Linked DNA regions of Mus musculus: all the other regions are linked to region 3. A link is a contact called in public HiCAR-type and HiChIP or PLAC-seq data. All regions are on one chromosome and are shown on one strand. Each heading gives the region's core, a stretch centred on a gene start, on an enhancer-like site or on the middle of the called end of the contact. The rest is flanking DNA. Distances are from core to core; before and after follow the strand shown.

What was found. HiCAR-type assays count read pairs that join an accessible place to other places. HiChIP or PLAC-seq counts read pairs in DNA pulled down with a chosen protein or histone mark.
Region 1: a contact with region 3 is called in a HiCAR-type map of fibro-adipogenic progenitors, with 3 times the contacts expected there. The contact joins two enhancer-like sites. A contact is called at or near these places in 4 of 484 Hi-C or Micro-C datasets (the P5424 cell line, bone marrow-derived macrophages, embryonic stem cells and 1 more), 5 of 115 datasets of contacts at active chromatin or transcription factors (embryonic stem cells, fibro-adipogenic progenitors and stem cell-derived neural progenitor cells) and 1 of 9 other capture datasets (embryonic stem cells).
Region 2: a contact with region 3 is called in an HNF4G HiChIP or PLAC-seq map of pancreatic cancer cells. The contact joins two enhancer-like sites. A contact is called at or near these places in 1 of 15 datasets of contacts at CTCF or cohesin (CD8 T cells), 3 of 484 Hi-C or Micro-C datasets (CD4 T cells, bone marrow-derived macrophages and macrophages), 11 of 115 datasets of contacts at active chromatin or transcription factors (bone marrow-derived dendritic cells, bone marrow-derived macrophages, embryonic basal ganglia and 7 more) and 1 of 9 other capture datasets (embryonic stem cells).

Annotation. Positions count from the first base shown.
Region 1 is chr12:33,233,919-33,236,940 of GRCm38.p6, reverse strand. All of the region lies in intron 3 of Atxn7l1 (ataxin 7-like 1), which reads right to left. Among named protein-coding and RNA genes, the nearest start is that of Gm38649, 23 kb to the left of the region's middle. Within about 2 kb of position 1,435, at least 91 of the 459 cell types and tissues checked have an H3K27ac peak or open chromatin away from gene starts, as enhancers often do. A contact at or near this core is called in fibro-adipogenic progenitors, where this site is marked.
Region 2 is chr12:33,174,752-33,177,451 of GRCm38.p6, reverse strand. All of the region lies in intron 2 of Atxn7l1 (ataxin 7-like 1), which reads right to left. Among named protein-coding and RNA genes, the nearest start is that of F730043M19Rik, 29 kb to the right of the region's middle. Within about 2 kb of position 1,346, at least 173 of the 459 cell types and tissues checked have an H3K27ac peak or open chromatin away from gene starts, as enhancers often do. A contact at or near this core is called in embryonic fibroblasts and pancreatic cancer cells, where this site is marked.
Region 3 is chr12:33,019,030-33,021,906 of GRCm38.p6, reverse strand. The region is part of intron 2 of Gm40874 (a long non-coding RNA gene); the gene reads right to left. Among named protein-coding and RNA genes, the nearest start is that of Gm40874, 24 kb to the right of the region's middle. Within about 2 kb of position 1,381, at least 75 of the 459 cell types and tissues checked have an H3K27ac peak or open chromatin away from gene starts, as enhancers often do. A contact at or near this core is called in embryonic fibroblasts, fibro-adipogenic progenitors and pancreatic cancer cells, where this site is marked.

The DNA.
Region 1 (3,022 bases), core at 186-2,685, 210 kb before region 3:
GTGAAATTGCTGACTTGCTCTTTCACAGGCACTCTCTCCATTTGCATTTCCCCCTGGACCCATTCATTTCCCAAGTGTCTCCTATTCAGCACTCCCCAGTTTGCACTCGCTTCCCAGATGTGCGTGCCTGGAAAAGAGCATCAGGAAGGTCCCCACACAACCGTGAACTCTGGCGCCCCCTTGATTCTAGGAGGCCCTTTACTGTAAAAATACCCCATTAGCCTTTCCAGGGCCAAAGAAAGGCAACTGGATTCCAGACAAGAAGACCTGGGAGGCTCTATGGCAGGCACCCCAGAAGCCAGTCTGCCTATGGTGTCTGGTATGGAATGCTTCTGGAGGAAGCAGTCAGTGAGTGACCTTGCCAGAAGAAAACAGACTGTGGAGTGTTGCAGATTAGCCATGAGTGAGGTTCTGACACCGGGGTGTGAGGTGACAACCTATACAACCATGACCGCTATTATAAACACATCTGCTCATAAAGTACCGTGCACATGGCCGGAAGGATGGAGAACTCTCCCCACAGAGAGATCCCTGTCCAGGACGTAAACAGTCTTTGCTTTGCTGGACAGGTACCAGAGAAAGACGAAGACATTATTAGGACAAAGATGTATTATTGGTAGAGCTGTTGCTATTGCTGAGTAGTATGTACAGACACATTCAGTAAGAATGACTGATTCCACCGTGAGACGGACATGCTTTTGCTTGGCACTTTAAAAGCCTAACAGCTGCTTTGTGACTCTAGGAGGCAAGTCTGGCACCACTTCCCGAGGACATGTGTCCAGCAAGCCCTGCGTTCTGTTTACTGACTTGGTCTTTCAGGGAAGGGACACTGGGAAGTGCTGCTGTGCTCATCCGCTAAGGATGGGGACAACTCCAAAATGACCTTTTGAAGCAGCGCTGGCAACTTTTACTTGGATTTAGATAAAGCAGTGACTGTTACCCTAATTCAGCGCTGAGGAATGGGGTGTAAGGGAGCAGCCTGCACTGTGCGGATGTGCCAGGGATGAGTCAGAAGCCAGGGGTCACGGTACAGCACAAAGCCCTCCAGAAACCAGCTGTGGTCACAGATCAAAGCCGTGGCTCCCACCACTCGCTGGGAACGGATGCCTGTCCTGCATCCGCCTTGCCAACTGTGTCTGAACAGAGGCAGCTCTTTCAAGTAGCAGACCTTCCAATTGGTTGTACCTGCTTGCATGAGCAAGCTGGTTTTCCTCCTTCTGAGATTCATTTGAAAACTAAATCTATTGAGCACTAACTTTTTAAATCCAGCACTCACATTGTGTTAACTCAGGGGACTTGCTTTTTTATTTTCATTTTTTATTATTACATGACTGATTGATTTGGTATGGCACGTCTGGAGGTCAGAGAACAACTTCTGGAGTATTTCTCCTTCCACCATGTGAGTTCCAGGAACTAAACTTCAGTCATGAGGCTTGGAGGCAAGTGCTTTTACCCAGTGAGTCACGCTGTAGCCTCAAGGGGATCGAACAGTGAGCACGACAGAATTCCTGGTGGCTGGAAATTCCTATTCTCATGTGTGGGTATGCACACAAGTGCATGTGTGTACACCCATGTTAGAAGATAAGGATTTGCAATAGTCAACCTACATACCAATGCTGGTGACATAACAAGTGCCACGAGCACTTTAATTTAACTTCTTTTCATCTATCTACCTGTTTACCACAAACACCTTTGAGCATCTTCCAAAAGTCACCAAATGTGCTCCATGCTGAGACTCACAGATGTTAAGGCACTGGACCAGCCCTCAGCAACTCCCTGTCCACCACAGGGATTCTACTGCAGAGGAGGCAGGAGACAGAGGTGCCAGATGACAGCTTGACTGGGTGGCTCAGCACAAACACAGATCAAATACTTAGGGTGTGTAGTGGCTATTCCTGGTTGTCAACTTGACAATATTTGGAATGAACTACAATCCGGAATTGGAAGGCTCACCAGTGACCCTTATCTGGAGGCTTGGAGATCCTTATCTGGATCTTGGTTTGAAGCTCTTGAGCCATAGTGGCTATGGATTCCAGAAGATTGAATCTCCGAGTTTAAGGAACACACCTTTAATCTGGGCTACGCCTTTCATCTGGGATTAAAGGTGTGGTGGAACACACCTTTAATCTGGGCTACACCTTCTGCTGGAGACAATATAAGGACATTGGAAGAAGGGAGTCTAGCTCTTGCTCCTGCTCCTTCGCCTGCTTGCTGCGTGAGACTGAGTAACTGCTAGATCCTTGGACTTCCATTCACAGCTGCGACTGAACAATTGTTGGGAATTGGGCTGCCGACTGTAAGTCATCAATAAATTCCTTTACTATTTAGAGACTATTCATAAGTTCTGTGACTCTAGAGAACCCTGACTAATACAGAAGTTGGTACCAGGAGTGGTTCTAGAGTAACAGAAGTACAAGGATGAATCTTTTAAAATTCTGGAATTGGCTTGTTGATCCACCAGCACTTTCAACTATTGAAACCTCTCCAGATTCTCTCCCTCCTGGGAGCTCAGAGAATTTTGAAGACCCATGGTTGAAACTATATTCCGAACTTAAAGAAGCTAATGCCCTTGATTTTCTTAATGAATTAGGTGATTCAGTGCACAAAGCTTTCTACAAGATGGGGAAAAAATCGAAAAATGATTTTACTGGCTGGCTGCTCTTAGTATCTGTGGAAAAAATGATGAATGAAAGGAAGGAGTTGTGTGATAAAATCGAAAGGCTCCAGACACAAGTAAACGATCTAAAAGTTGCTAAGTGTGTCCTTGAGGAGAATCTTCTCTCTTGTAGCAATAGAGCTCAAGTTGCAGAAAATCAAACAGAAACTCTCATTGTAAGGTTGGCTGAACTACAGCGAAAATTCAAGTCTCAGCCTCAGAGTGTGTCGACAGTTAAAGTAAGGGCTCTAATTGGCAAAGAATGGGATCCTACAACATGGGATGGGGATGTGTGGGAAGACCATGTTGAAGCTGAGAATTTTGAATCCTCAGATTCTCAAGGGTTTGCCCCACCTGAGGAAGTAG
Region 2 (2,700 bases), core at 97-2,596, 160 kb before region 3:
ACTCCTGGTGAAAAGGGAAGGCGCTGAACTGGCTGACAGCGCATCCCAAGTCAAGTCAAACGAAGGGAAGTGACACTCCTGAGGGTCCTCTGGACCTGGAGGGCTGGAGGGGAAGGAAGGAAAGTGCCTTTGGACAGAATGTAGGAGGCAAGTATTTCCAAGCCTCAAAACCAAAATGAAAATGGAGGTTCAGAAATTCAGGAGGACCCAATGAGACAGGAGTTAAAAGTCAATGACATCCATGAGTCCCTGTCCACTGATACCCAGTAACCTGGAACTCTTTTGGAGGTGTACAACTGAATCCTGATCTCACAAAGGTACTGATTTCTATTCCTGAAAAGGTTGCCTGAGCCAATGACACTAACCTGGCCCCTAATTCCCAAAGAAAGGGCCAGAAAAGAACCACTTGCCAAAGACTGACTCCTCCCAGAATCTACATCTGATGATGGGAGAGAGCTGAGAAGTGGCTGGAAGAAACTGACTGGGATCCAGGAGGACTGTAGGACTCCCTGATACACTGCTTTAGATCACAGGGCCCTGGGTTTGATCCTTAGCAAGAGGGAGAGGGGAAGGGAAGGATAGGGGGAGGGAAGGAGGGAGAGGAAGGCAAAGAGGGAGACAGAGGAGGGGAGGAAGGCGAGAAGGGAGGGGGAGAGAAGAGAGAGAGAGAGATGAGGGTGCTAGACCGTGTGGACCTTTGCCAATCGCCTGCCTCCCTAGGGAATGGCATCACACATGAGAGATTGCTCTCGCTGGAGCGGATCCTAAAAACAAGAGCTGGGCTCCACAGTGTTTTTGCTAAGACTGAAGCAAATCTTCTCCTTCCAGCCTCCAGCAAAGGATGTGGAAAGGAATACTGCCATTTGCAAATCAATAACTTCCCCTGGCAGGATAGACAATAAAGAGCAACCTGTGACGAAGAGACCCATAACAGTTCCGTTTTCCAACGTAATCCCACCTGGAAGAAGCAGACAAGAAATGGCACAGGCCTCCTGGCTGTGTCTGCCTGCCAGTGCCACACCAAGGGCGGCTGTCTGTCTTCCTTCCTTTCTTTTCTTTTCTTTTTTTTTTTTTTTTTTTTTTTTTTTTTTGATGGAAAACCAAAAGGTTTCAGCGGAGCCTGCGGCAGTAGACGAAGCCTCGACATTTTACCACTTCCTACTTTCCTCCTTCTCCTCTATTTGCATAAGGGTTGTTAGGAAAATACCTATACCAGAAGGGAGCGGTTCTAGGGGGGGAAAGCGTCTCAATCACTCACTCACTTTCAGTCAGAATTGCACACACTGGGAGCACTTGACATTAGCCTTGGAAGGTCTGGAGAGGAGCAGCTGCGGCAAGGCCACGCCCCCGAGGAGTCAGCATTTGCGCACAAGGGGTGTCGCCTAGGGTGCAGGTCCGTGAAATCCCAGCAGGGAACAGGGGCTGGAAACTCGGGAACTTAAAACTTCGCTGTCCTTCAAGACGAGTTCCACGCCCAACACACACGGAGAAAGTAACGTGCAGCTGTGCTGACAAGCCTCGTTTTTCCACAAGTCCTTTCCCTACTAATCATTTTCCTAGTCTGGCACCGGAACAAGGGCACAGGGCAACATGGAACTGATCTGATCTGAACTTCAGAATCCATGGGCAACTCACCAACCAGGTCTCTGACTCCAGGCATACCCAATGTCAATCCATTGCCTCAAGTGAAGATCTGGCTGCAGTGTACAGCTGGCTGCTGCTTTTCTTTCCTGTACTGAGTGGGACTCTTAGGAACCTCTGCCACTCCTAACAGGAAAGTGGACAGATCTGTTGCTCCATCTCTGGGCAAAGCAAGCGTCCCTCTCCAAGTCACTGCAGAAATCTTCAAATTGCCCACTCCACTTCAGGGAAGCCACCCATGCAAAGCCAGCCAGCCCAACAGCATGACATAAATCAGCTGTGGGTGTTCTAGATACCAATACAGAGGCTCCCTTTTACAAAGGCCAAATGGGAGACTGTTACGGGAAATGGCTCAGCTAAGAAAAGGTTTTAAGAAGCTACTGCAGGAAAGGGGGGGGGGGGGGTTGGGGGGCGGACTACCTTGTGGATCTCATGCACTTGAAAATCAAAACCTGAAGGTGGACGATGGTTGCCTGCTGGTCTGACTTCCCTCCCAGGCATTTTCAATCTAGCAAGGGGATTTCCATCAGCCCATCACACTACTGGCCCTCATTCCCAATGGCCCAGCCACAAGAAGTGAATGCCAACAGTTTCCCCCTCTGAGGTGGGTTTCAGGCGGCACTGATCAGCACAGAGGGCCTGGCAAGCCACGTGATCTCCCCTGCACTATCCACCTGGGCAACCCGGTGGCAGCTGCTAGCAGCCATTGCGCAAAGTCAGAAAAACTGTTCCTCTCTCTTCAGTCTACTCAGAATATCCAGAAGTCAGGGAAGAAGTGATTTGCCCCACAGGAGACTGCAGCCTCAGCCCCGTGGGCTAGAGGTCATCAGAGAGTAAACACTTTCTTGACCCTGAGCATCTACACACACACCCCAGAAAAATGCACTGATAAAGCCCCTGGTGTATGCCAGGCTGGGGAAATTCCACACAAAGGAGCCCAGAGCCCTTGGGGAAGACAAGGAACAGTCACGTGGACGGTAAATGATGGAACAGAGACACCTGAACAGCATGCTCCCGACTCCGTGAACTCTGCACAGGGCTGTGGGGGAGGTGGAGTCA
Region 3 (2,877 bases), core at 132-2,631:
GTAGGGCCTGTTTCCTCCCAAGTAAAAGGGAGATATGGATAATAACGCACCTGTACATCCAAGTGACTCTATGCATGAGACGTACTTAGAAATTAGCCTCCATTTTCCTCTGGCTGAGGGTATTTCCCAGGGAAGCGTCTGACCTTCCTGGAGACCTCTGGGGCCGCCTGCACTCTGGAACCCTCCCCACAGAGTATGACAGAGAGACCATGTCTGGACACCTTGGACTCATACTCCAGCTCCATTTTTCTGCCAATAGACACCTCTGGTCAAGCATCAACTGGTTCCAAAGAAAGCAGCCAAGGAAACAGCTGGCTCTGGAGTCAACCTGAACATGGGCCACTAATGGAGTACAAACTGCATTAAGCACGGATTGGCAGAAGTGGCAAGCTTTTCTGCTGGATGTCACCGGGCTACTGTAAGCATAGTGACTTGAAGTCACTATACTTCCAATTCATGGAGTGGCATGGAGAGCTCCCGCCCCCACCTCAGCCTGGTTACATTGCTCTAAGAAAATGACTCATCAAAACAGGCTGGGCATCCAGACTCCCGGAGAACCAATCCACAGATCAGTCAGCCTCCGGTTAGCTCGGTGATTGATCTAAGAGGCTGGCAAATGTGCTAAGATCAATATCTGGAAGGTGACAGCCTGGCAGATCCAGGGCTTGGGAACTTCGCTGGGAACGTTGGTGTGAATGTGTTTTGCAGGCTGCCAGACTGCACAGAGCCCACCTAACCCTGTAGCTTGAGCAGAATTTCGAGAGAAAACTCTCTCTGGAATGCTCAACCTCTGATGGGATTTGAGGTCACCGGCCTCACTCCTTGTTACATAGACAAGGAAAATTAGTGAAGACTGTATCAGCGCACTAATTATCAACAGTTCCAGGACCAAGGTCTGTGACTATCTATCTTAGTTAGGGTTTCTATTGCTATGATGAGACACAAAACACCAAAAACAACTTGGGAAGGAAAGGGCTATTGCCTTATACTTTTATCGCATTCATATCAACATTGAAGGAAGTCAGGACAGGAGCTCAAGCAGGGCAGGAACCTGGAACCCTGCCTGATGCAGAGGCCATGGAGGGGTGCTGCTTGCTGGCTTGCTCCTCATGGACTGCTCAGACTGCTGTCTTGTAGAACTCAGAATCATCACCCAGAGATGGTACCACCCACAGTGGGCTGGGCTCTCCCTCATCATCCCTAATTAAGAAAATGCCCTACAGGCCTGCCCACAGCCTGATCTTATGGAAAAAAATTTCTCAACTGAGGCTTCCTCCTCTCTGATGATGTTAGCTTGGAACATGCTGACATAAAGCTAGACAGCACAGGAGTCTGTGTTCTCCCTGCCTGACTAACCACTTCTGAAGCAGTGGAAAGTCTGAGCTTGCCTGGGATTTAAGGCACCAAAAGCCCGGCAGACAGATTTTGCATGCTGCGTGCCTTAACTGTTGTCCTGGCTACCCATGCAGCTTCAGGAATAGGAATTTGTTCTTGAAAGGGGACAAAGCCAGGCTGGGTGACTTTTCTAGCTTTCAGTTGCCCTAAGGAATCTCTTGGAGTCTCTGCAAGTCTAGATTTGAGACTCCAAGTTTGGATGGGAACTCTTCAGCCCTTGGGATGAGTCAACACGGGCTCGGCGCAGCTGAGAGTTCCTTGGCTCAACCGGTGTGTCCAGTGTGCCCAGTATGCCAAAGTGCTGAGTCATGACTGGGGTGGACCTTCAAAGCCTCTGGCTTTAATCTACTAAAGATGGCTGAGCGGTACATGTTCCAGCTTTGGAGTGTTCCTTGTGCCACATGATGTGCAGGGTGACTGTCTGTCCCTGGTCCTGAGCCCAATGCCAGGCCAATGTTCCTAAGAAAGCGGGGGGGGGGGGGGCACTTCATGAAGGAGCAGGCCCTAAAGGGAAGCAGGGGATCTCTCTGAAAGAACGGCTGTCTTGTGCCCACCCCCAGATACTATGCCAGCTGCCTGTGCCTAGAGCTTTCTCTTGGGGTTCCTCTAGGTGGTGGTGGTAGGGCACTGCCAAGAATTAAGTTTAAGGAGACATTGCTCTCTCTCTCTCTCTCACACACACACACACACACACACACACACACACACACACACACACTCATGTCTCAGAAACACATCTGTTCAGCCTACTACAAAAGCTTCCTGGTGAGTTACTTAGCCTCTGTGAAGTCCATACACAAATGAACAGGATGGGAGAGCAGAGGGGTTATAACCCCTCACGGGGCTAGCAAGGCATGAAAAAATGCATGGAGATCTGGGTACCAGATGTTTATATCACCTACATAAAATAAGTAAGACAAAGTGATGAGACAAAACACTAAATCCAAAATTCTATTACAGAGAGCTTGGAGGGACTCTGGAATCTCTCATTTCTTTCTGGGCCTCCACTTGGGAGGTCACTCAGGCTTGGCAGAAGTAGCTGGATAACCATGGAGTTCCCGTAAGTCAGCAGTGACCAAGGCAATTAGTGTATATACAATGGAGACCTTGACTGACTTGGGGACCTCACACCCAGGGGGCCTCTGGTGCTTAGCTTGCTGCTTCCAGAGTTAGGTCAGAGGCAGAGCTGGGAGACAGATGGCCCTCCTGGGACTACCCAGCAAAGAACAGGCATTTCAGAGCTCCTGGGAGCTGTCTGCAGTGCCTGAATGGTGGACCACCAGGGTTCCGGTTGTTTTTGGCAGAAAAGACTGTTATCTTCTTATAGGATGGCAGGTTTCCTTCACCCAAACTTCCCAGTGCCTAGAACTTGTGTAGCATCTCCCCTTGCAGCCAAGTAGATCACCTGTTCCGCAGGTACCAGGAGAACTAACTGTGAGCCCCGCTCATCGAAATCCTGGGAACAGAGGTAGAATAGGAGAC